2 separate regions of the Sus scrofa genome follow, and region 1 is linked to region 2. Evidence: chromatin contacts called from public Hi-C data. All regions are on one chromosome and are shown on one strand. Each heading gives the region's core, a stretch centred on a gene start, on an enhancer-like site or on the middle of the called end of the contact. The rest is flanking DNA. Distances are from core to core; before and after follow the strand shown.

Region 1 (3,421 bases), core at 227-2,726, 120 kb after region 2:
TTAACACATTTTAGACTACCAAAAAAATGAATTCCCAAAAGCAAAATTGCACAGATCACATTTTCTGACTGTGCTGTTATTAAACTGGGAAATAAGAGTAAACAACTTCTAAATTGCTTAGGAATTATAAAGCCTGTTCCAAAATAACTGTTGACGTAAGAAATTAAAAATATAAATGCAAATTAATTTTGAAAATAATAATGAAAACATTAGATATAAAAACTCATAGGATGAGGCCAATGTATGGCCTCAGAGGCAGATTCATAGTCTTAAAAAGGTTTTCTTAATATGAAAAAAAATGAAAATAAACTAACCAACCCAAGAAGAATAATAGAATATAAACCTAAGAAAATTATAAGCTATAAAACAAAAATTAATTCTTAGGTAATAAAAATGGTAGATTATTTTTTTCTTCAGAACTTGAAATTCTTCAGATTTCAAAAAGGAAACAAAAATGGGAATAGAGGAACCAGAAACTAAAGTTGTAGATTTGATATAGTTACGTTTTTCACAAGATCATTATTTTTTTCAGTTTCAGTATGGCATTTTACCTTTGTCTCCTTCCTCTTTTTTTTTTTTTTTTTTTTTCCACACTTCTGGCATGTGGAAGTTTCCAGGCCAGGGATGGAAACTGAGCTGCAATTGCAATGTGTGCCACAGCTGCAGCAATGCTGGATCCCTAACCCACTGTGCCACAAGAGAAATTCCTACCTTTGTCCTTCCTATTTACTATTATAAACATCTATTTCCCCCCTACTGATTACAAACGTTCATTGTATGAAACTCTGAAGTTAAAGAAAAGCATAATGAAGAAAGTAAAAAATCACCTGTAATCCTGTAACTCTTTCTTAGAAATCACATTTTGCTTTTCTGTATTCTTTAACTATGTAAGCATGCATCCCTAAATATCTTTGGTTTTACTTGTTTTCGAACTGCATATAAATAGAAATTCTCAATATATATTCTTTTTTGCCTGACTCTGTTCCTTCCACATTGTGAAATTGATCTGCGTTGTTGCTGCGTGTAAGTGTAGTTCTGTTTTCACTGTTGTTAAATAAACCAGTAGGTGAATATACTATAATTCCTGTTGATGGATATTTGGATTATTTCCAGTACTATGATGAGTGTATAGCTATAAAGGCTAATATGGCTGCTATGAATAGTGTTGGTACGAAATTCTTACACTTGTCTCTTGGGTGTAAATTCCTAGGAGTACAATTGCTGGCTACCCTAATTCTTAAGTTTAAAATTTTGGAGGAATCAGGTCAATAAAGGAGAAAATGAGAAACAGATCAATTTATTTAGTCATTCGAGGCCTACTATGAGCAAATGGAGTATGCGCTGAATACACTTTTCATATTGCGACGCTGAACCCGGGTATTCATTTCCGCTTAAAACCCCCTCCCCAAACTCCCCCCCTTACCCTTCCCCAATGCCCCTCAGGTTGCCCCCTGCAGGGCCTCTGGCTCCGCCCACTGCGCAGGCGCAGTTGCGACTTCTTCCTGCACAGCCGCCTCCGCTTGCGCACGTGCTTGAGCAGCGCCGCCTTCCTGGGCAGACGTTCCCGAAGTTTCTGCAGGTGCAGGTGAAGAAGTTCTGTTTCGCCTAGAAAATTTAGGTTCTGAATATTGGACGAGCGAAAAAGAATACTCAAGGTTTGTGGGGAAAGTGGCGGGTGTGGCCAGTCGATATAGAAGCTAGCGAGGTTACAGGTTGAATTTAAAGGGGGAATGTTAATTATCATAAAGTTCAGGAATTCTTAATTTGGACTCAAATATAAGGCCTCCGAGGGGCGTGGAAAGTGAAATTTTACTTCTGAAAAAGTGAGAATTTAGGCGAAAATTAAATTTTAGCTTTCCTCAGATGAGCTTGTTCCCACGCACGCTCAACCTCAGGCCCGGCTCCTAGAGTCACTGAGGAACCGCGAGCCTCCGTTAACAGCTGAGGACGCTGAGACACCGGGAGGGAAAGCACCACAGGTTGGGCGTCTCGCCCCGGTTCATCCCCTGGATCCTCAGCTCCCAGTCGCCCGAAAGCAGAAGGGAGCGCACGGAACCGTCGCTTCCGCGGTAGGGAGCCTCGGGTGTCCAGTGTTCCATTCGCGTTCCTTCCGGGCGGGGGCTGCTGAGGGGCGGCTGTCTGGGGGCGGGGCCTGGGCCGCTCATGAGGGGCGTGGCTTCCACGGGTACCGCCCACCCGGGGCAGCGGTTTGGGCTCACTAGTGACCCGCCGCTTCGAAGCGCAGATCCTGGCCACACCGACCGAGTGACGGCTGATTTCGCGGCGCCATGAGGCGCTAAGCCCTCCGCCCCCCGGGGCGTCCGCGCGGCGCATCGCCACCAAGCAGAACCCGCGCTTGGATGATGCCCGCCGGCCCTGGCCGACCGCTGTCTCGCTGCAGGAGCGGGTGGACATGGGAGCGCTCGAGTAGGCAGGGCGGCTCGGGAGTGGGGCGTAGGGGGTGTTCGGGCTCCGATGAGGGGTTAGCATCCCCCGGCGGGCGGGCGGGCGGACCTAACGCGCCTGGGAATGCGGCCGCCGCGTGTCCCGGGTGCTTTGGCAGTTGTAAGGGCTGAATGGAGGGTTTGCGAGACTGCTTCGCCTTGGTGCTTCCAGATTCAACTCTTCGCACATCGTGAAACTTTTCGGGTCCCACGGTGGTGTGGGTGCAGAAAGTGTCCTGGCTGTCAGGTAGTTTAATATGCGCCACTTCCTAAGCCCACGCCTACTCAGATCTTATAAGGCAGTTTCTATACTTTGCATATTGTGGTTGAATTTACTACATTTATTTAGAATGCTCAGTTTGGGGTACCTGGCCGCTGTGGTGGCCGTGTGGAAAAAAAAACTATTTAATAATGATGTTATAGAAAATGTAAAGGCTGAGGTTATTTATTGGTAACTGCAAAGCTTTAAAAGATATCACAGTTCCCCTGAAGTTTTAAAAACTATGGCTTCCAAGTGCAGTGTGAAGCATCCCAACACCCTAAGTGCATTATTTGCCTTGGGAGGGGTGACAGATAAATAGGGGTCCAACTATTTCAAGGTATAAAATCCAAGAGACGCAAAGTGATAATTCGCTAATTTAAGGGTTTCAATTCCGTTTTGACAGTGTATTGTGTGTGTAGAGGGAACAGAAGTAGTAGAGGCTCTAAGAAAGTGTCATTGAGTTTACATTTAGAAAATGGCTAATTTTATTTATTAGGTATTCTAAAAAGGTTTCAGGGCGCTTCCATCGTGGCTCAGGGGAAACGAATCTGACTAGTGTTCATAAAGACGCAGGTTCAATCCCTGGCCTCGCTCAGTGGGTTAAGGATGATGCCTTGAGCTGTGGTGTAGGTCTTGGGCTCAGAACTGGCGTGGCTGTGGCGGTAGGCCGGTGGCTACTGCTCCAGTTGGACCCCTAGCTTGGGAACCTCCATAA
Region 2 (3,764 bases), core at 1,019-3,518:
ATATTATGAGGCCTTCTCTGACCTCGTGGGTGGTATCCCCAATAGCTTTGCCTCCACCACTCTTGAAAGCAAGACAGATCCCACTCAGCTTGCTCTATGACCGGGCAGAGCACCTGCTTTGTTGCAATTATTTCTGATCCATCTGGGCCCCCGGTCTCAGGGAGGCACTCTCAGACAAATTCTAATGTTTTGGGCAAAGGACAGGGGACTTTGTACCCAATCCTCCCTATACCCTGAACTGAACCAGGGATGACGGTCTTGTCTCCCTGACTCAGATCCTGGGCCTCGGTGAACTGACAAAATGGGCAGTGCCATGGCTGGTTTAGAATCTGGGCCAGGAGTTCCTGGAGGCCCAGGGGCAAGGTCAAGTTAGATTATCTCCTCGGAGGAATTTATGGCCCAAAATGGATCCACTCGGACTCTGTAGCCACTAAGACCGTGGAGCCACAAACTCGAACCTGAAATGCAAACGAATCAGGCCACTCATTCACTCTCACACACGGAGGTTACCACAGGCCTCCCACTCCCTGGGAGTCCCTAACTAGTAGCTCGATCAAGCACAACTTTCAATCAGCTACACCCGACAGTTGCTCCACCCAAGCAAGAGGTTCCTCTGCTTCCAATCTGGAGCACTAGGACTGCTGCTCTGTCAGGCACAGCTTCCGACCAGGAGAGTCTCCCTCAGGGGGTGATCAGTCTCCTCTTCTGCCCACTGGGGCAGGACCTGACTGGGGTTGGCCCCGGGGCCTTACCTTGTCCAGATGCCTTTCTGGTGAGTTGGTCTGTCTCTCCACTAAGTCCAGTCGGGGTTCGGTCACCCGGGAGTCAGGAATGCCGCTCACGAAGGAGGACCCGGAATACCATAGGGTGGCACAACGCCTCGTTCGGTTCGAGGCTCCCTGGCTCCCGGGCGGCCTTACCTCTGTTCTGGTGGCTCAAGGGGCCAGAACGGTTGGAATCTTGCTGGGGCCTCCAGAAATGTTACGGCAGCTACCCAGCAGCCCTGCGCTGCAGCGTATCAGCTCTGGAGACAGCCCTGTGGCTGTAGCCTACTAGCTCCAGCAGCTCTGGCTGCAGTGGATCAGCTCTTTTACCCGGCAAGAAACCAAGCGAGCACTCGGAGAGTTGGAGAACTCAGGTTTATTACGCCGGCCGGCTCGGAGGAGATCGATCTCCAGTGTCTGAGCCCGGAAGAAGGGTTTCACAAGGCTTTTATGGGCTACTTCTTCCAGGTCCATCCTTGGCTAGTTGGACCGGAGTGACGTCAGGCAGGTAGTGGATGTGGAAACAAATTGACAGAAGCAGATGTGTGGGGAGGGGTGGTTGGGGCAGTTGGATGGACTTTGCTTAGTCATCATGGCCAGAGTCTCTCCTTTCTACATTTTTATTGGGACAGTTTCTCCTACACGCTAACTTAAAGACTACTAAATTAGCATCCTAAGGATTTTAATATTCCCTTCCATGGGGAGAATTTTTACATATTCAAACATACCCAGAAATCAACTCAAATTCAACCAGGAGAAAGAAAAAAAAAAAAACCCAAACCATTAAAGATTGAATACTTTGAACTCGAAAACTCCAAAATAGTTTGTTACATTAGACAAAATGGGTTATTTCCCTGGACTATGTTGTGTAAACATGGAGTGGCTGAATTTCTGCAGCAGTGAAGACCATATAGTTAGAACAGGCTCCTAAACGCACGCAACAGGTAACCAATCAGCTGCACAAGCTAAAGCGAGAGGAGCGTGGAAGCACACTTTTGCTCACAGCAGCTCAAAGAAGGCCTGCGGGAGGACGAGGTTCTTTACCGCTAAGCTCGAAAGGTGGAAAGGGGAAGGAGGGATCTCCTACACACAGCCCAGAGGCCTGCTCTGCCGGACTGAGCACCTCCAGTGTAGGAGAAGGCTAGAACGATACCCCAGGGTCTGGAGCTGGAAGTAGGAAGAGGGAGGACACGTTACCCTGAGAAGAGCCAGTTCAACAGGATTTCCCTTCAGCTGGATGACTTGAGCAGCGCCCCAACACTGGGGCCTGGAACCCAGGAATCCAGGATAGTCATCAATTGAACAGACTTTGTTCCCGCGCTGAGGAGCACACGCCTGAGCGTCAAGGCGCACAGAGTACACGTCACTTCTGGGACATAGATCTTCCCCAAACCTTTCTCCAGGGTCCGCCCCGCCCCCAGTCCTCCTCTCCGGAGGCGCTGTGCTACAACCCCGCCCACCACAGCCCAGATGGCTACGCGGCGCACATGCGCAGAGGACTCGACGCTGCTGTGCACTTCGGGGAGTGTAGTCTCCGCGCAGGTGCCGGTGGGCCGCCAGAGTACCAGTTCCCAGCGGAACCTGAAGAAGTCAGAACTCTCTCGCCGCCCCGGTCCTTATTCCCATCTTCATACCTGTCCAGTCACCTCGCGCTGGGCTTCAGTCAGGGCGCGCCCCAAGGGAAAGCGTGAGACCCAGTCTTCCCTTCAGCCGGCTGTGCTGGAGAGGCGGGGTCCACTGCCCGCCTCCCACCGCCCCCCTCCCCGCCCTCCTTACCCTCCCCGGCGGGCGTCGGGCCGGAGCCCGAAGAGAGGCGGCGGCCCCCGCGGCGGCCCCCGCAGCGGCCGCAGGAGGGGCGGCGGCGGCGGGCGCCGCAGGCGATGCCCCTGCCTGGCTGCTCCGGCGGGGGGCGGTGCGAGCGGCGGCGGGGGAGCAGGCAGGGGGCGGCGGCTGCTACAGAGGGGCCGAGAGCTGGCGGCGGCGGTCGTGAAGGGCATCGGCGGCGGCGGCGGTGATGGCAGTGCTGATGTGAGTGTCTGCTGGCTGGGGACCCGGGGCTGCTGAGCCCGAGGCGAGCGGGAGCGGGAGGCCAGGGGCCGCGGAGGGATGTTGTGTGCCCGGTGCGGAGCCGGGAGACTCCGCCCGCCGCCACCGTTCGTCCGGTAGAGGCGGGAGCCCGGCGCTGCGGCGGCCGGCACAGTGCAAAGCGCGGCCCGGTGTGGGGGTCCCGGGCGGAGGCTGGGGCAGCCCAGGCCGAGGGGCGTCTGCGATTGTTCTCAACACCCCTCCCCCACCCCACCCCGTGTGTCTGTTTGTCACTTGCAGCTGAAGATGGAAAGAGCCAGGCGAAGGGGAGGCGGCGGCGGCGGCGGCCGTGGCCGCGGCGGCAAGAATGTAGGGGGCTCTGGCCTAAGCAAGAGTAGACTCTATCCCCAGGCCCAGCACCCCCACTACCCCCACTACGCGGCTTCAGCCACCCCTAGTCAGGCTGGGGGCGCCGCCGAAATCCAGGAGCTGGCCTCTAAACGAGTGGACATCCAGAAAAAAAGGTTTTACCTAGACGTGAAGCAAAGCTCCCGGGGCCGGTTCCTAAAGATAGCCGAAGTCTGGATAGGGAGAGGCCGGCAAGACAATATCAGAAAGAGTAAACTGACCCTCTCCCTGTCTGTGGCAGCGGAGCTGAAGGACTGCCTAGGGGACTTCATCGAGCACTATGCCCACCTGGGCCTGAAAGGCCACCGACAAGAGCATGGTCACGGCAAAGAGCAAAGCTCCAGGAGGAGACAGAAGCACTCAGCACCCTCCCCACCAGTCTCTGTAGGGTCCGAAGAGCATCCTCACAGTGTCCTCAAGACAGACTACATAGAGAGGGACAATAGGAAATATTATCTAGACCTAAAGGAAAATCAGAGGGGTCGCTTCCTAAGGATTAGACAAACCATGATGCGGGGCACTGGCATGATAGGTTATTTTGGCCACACTTTGGGCCAAGAACAGACT

The links. Hi-C and Micro-C count contacts between places; a contact is called where the count stands out from the background.
Region 1: a contact with region 2 is called in a Hi-C map of epiblast stem cells, with 1.6 times the contacts expected there. The contact joins the promoter of TEX15 here to the promoter of WRN in region 2. A contact is called at or near these places in 1 of 5 promoter capture datasets (fetal liver) and 4 of 47 Hi-C or Micro-C datasets (embryonic fibroblasts, epiblast stem cells, liver and 1 more).

What each region holds. Positions count from the first base shown.
Region 1 is chr15:54,208,663-54,212,083 of Sscrofa11.1, forward strand. It overlaps TEX15 (testis-expressed protein 15), which reads left to right and starts at 1,477. Exons shown (of 14, transcript XM_005671810.3): 1 at 1,477-1,655.
Region 2 is chr15:54,092,405-54,096,168 of Sscrofa11.1, forward strand. It overlaps WRN (Werner syndrome ATP-dependent helicase), which reads right to left and starts at 2,269. Exons shown (of 35, transcript XM_021075787.1): 1 at 1,962-2,269. It overlaps PURG (purine-rich element-binding protein gamma), which reads left to right and starts at 2,637. Exons shown (of 3, transcript XM_003359494.4): 1 at 2,637-2,792; 2 at 3,090-3,764. The coding sequence starts at 3,096.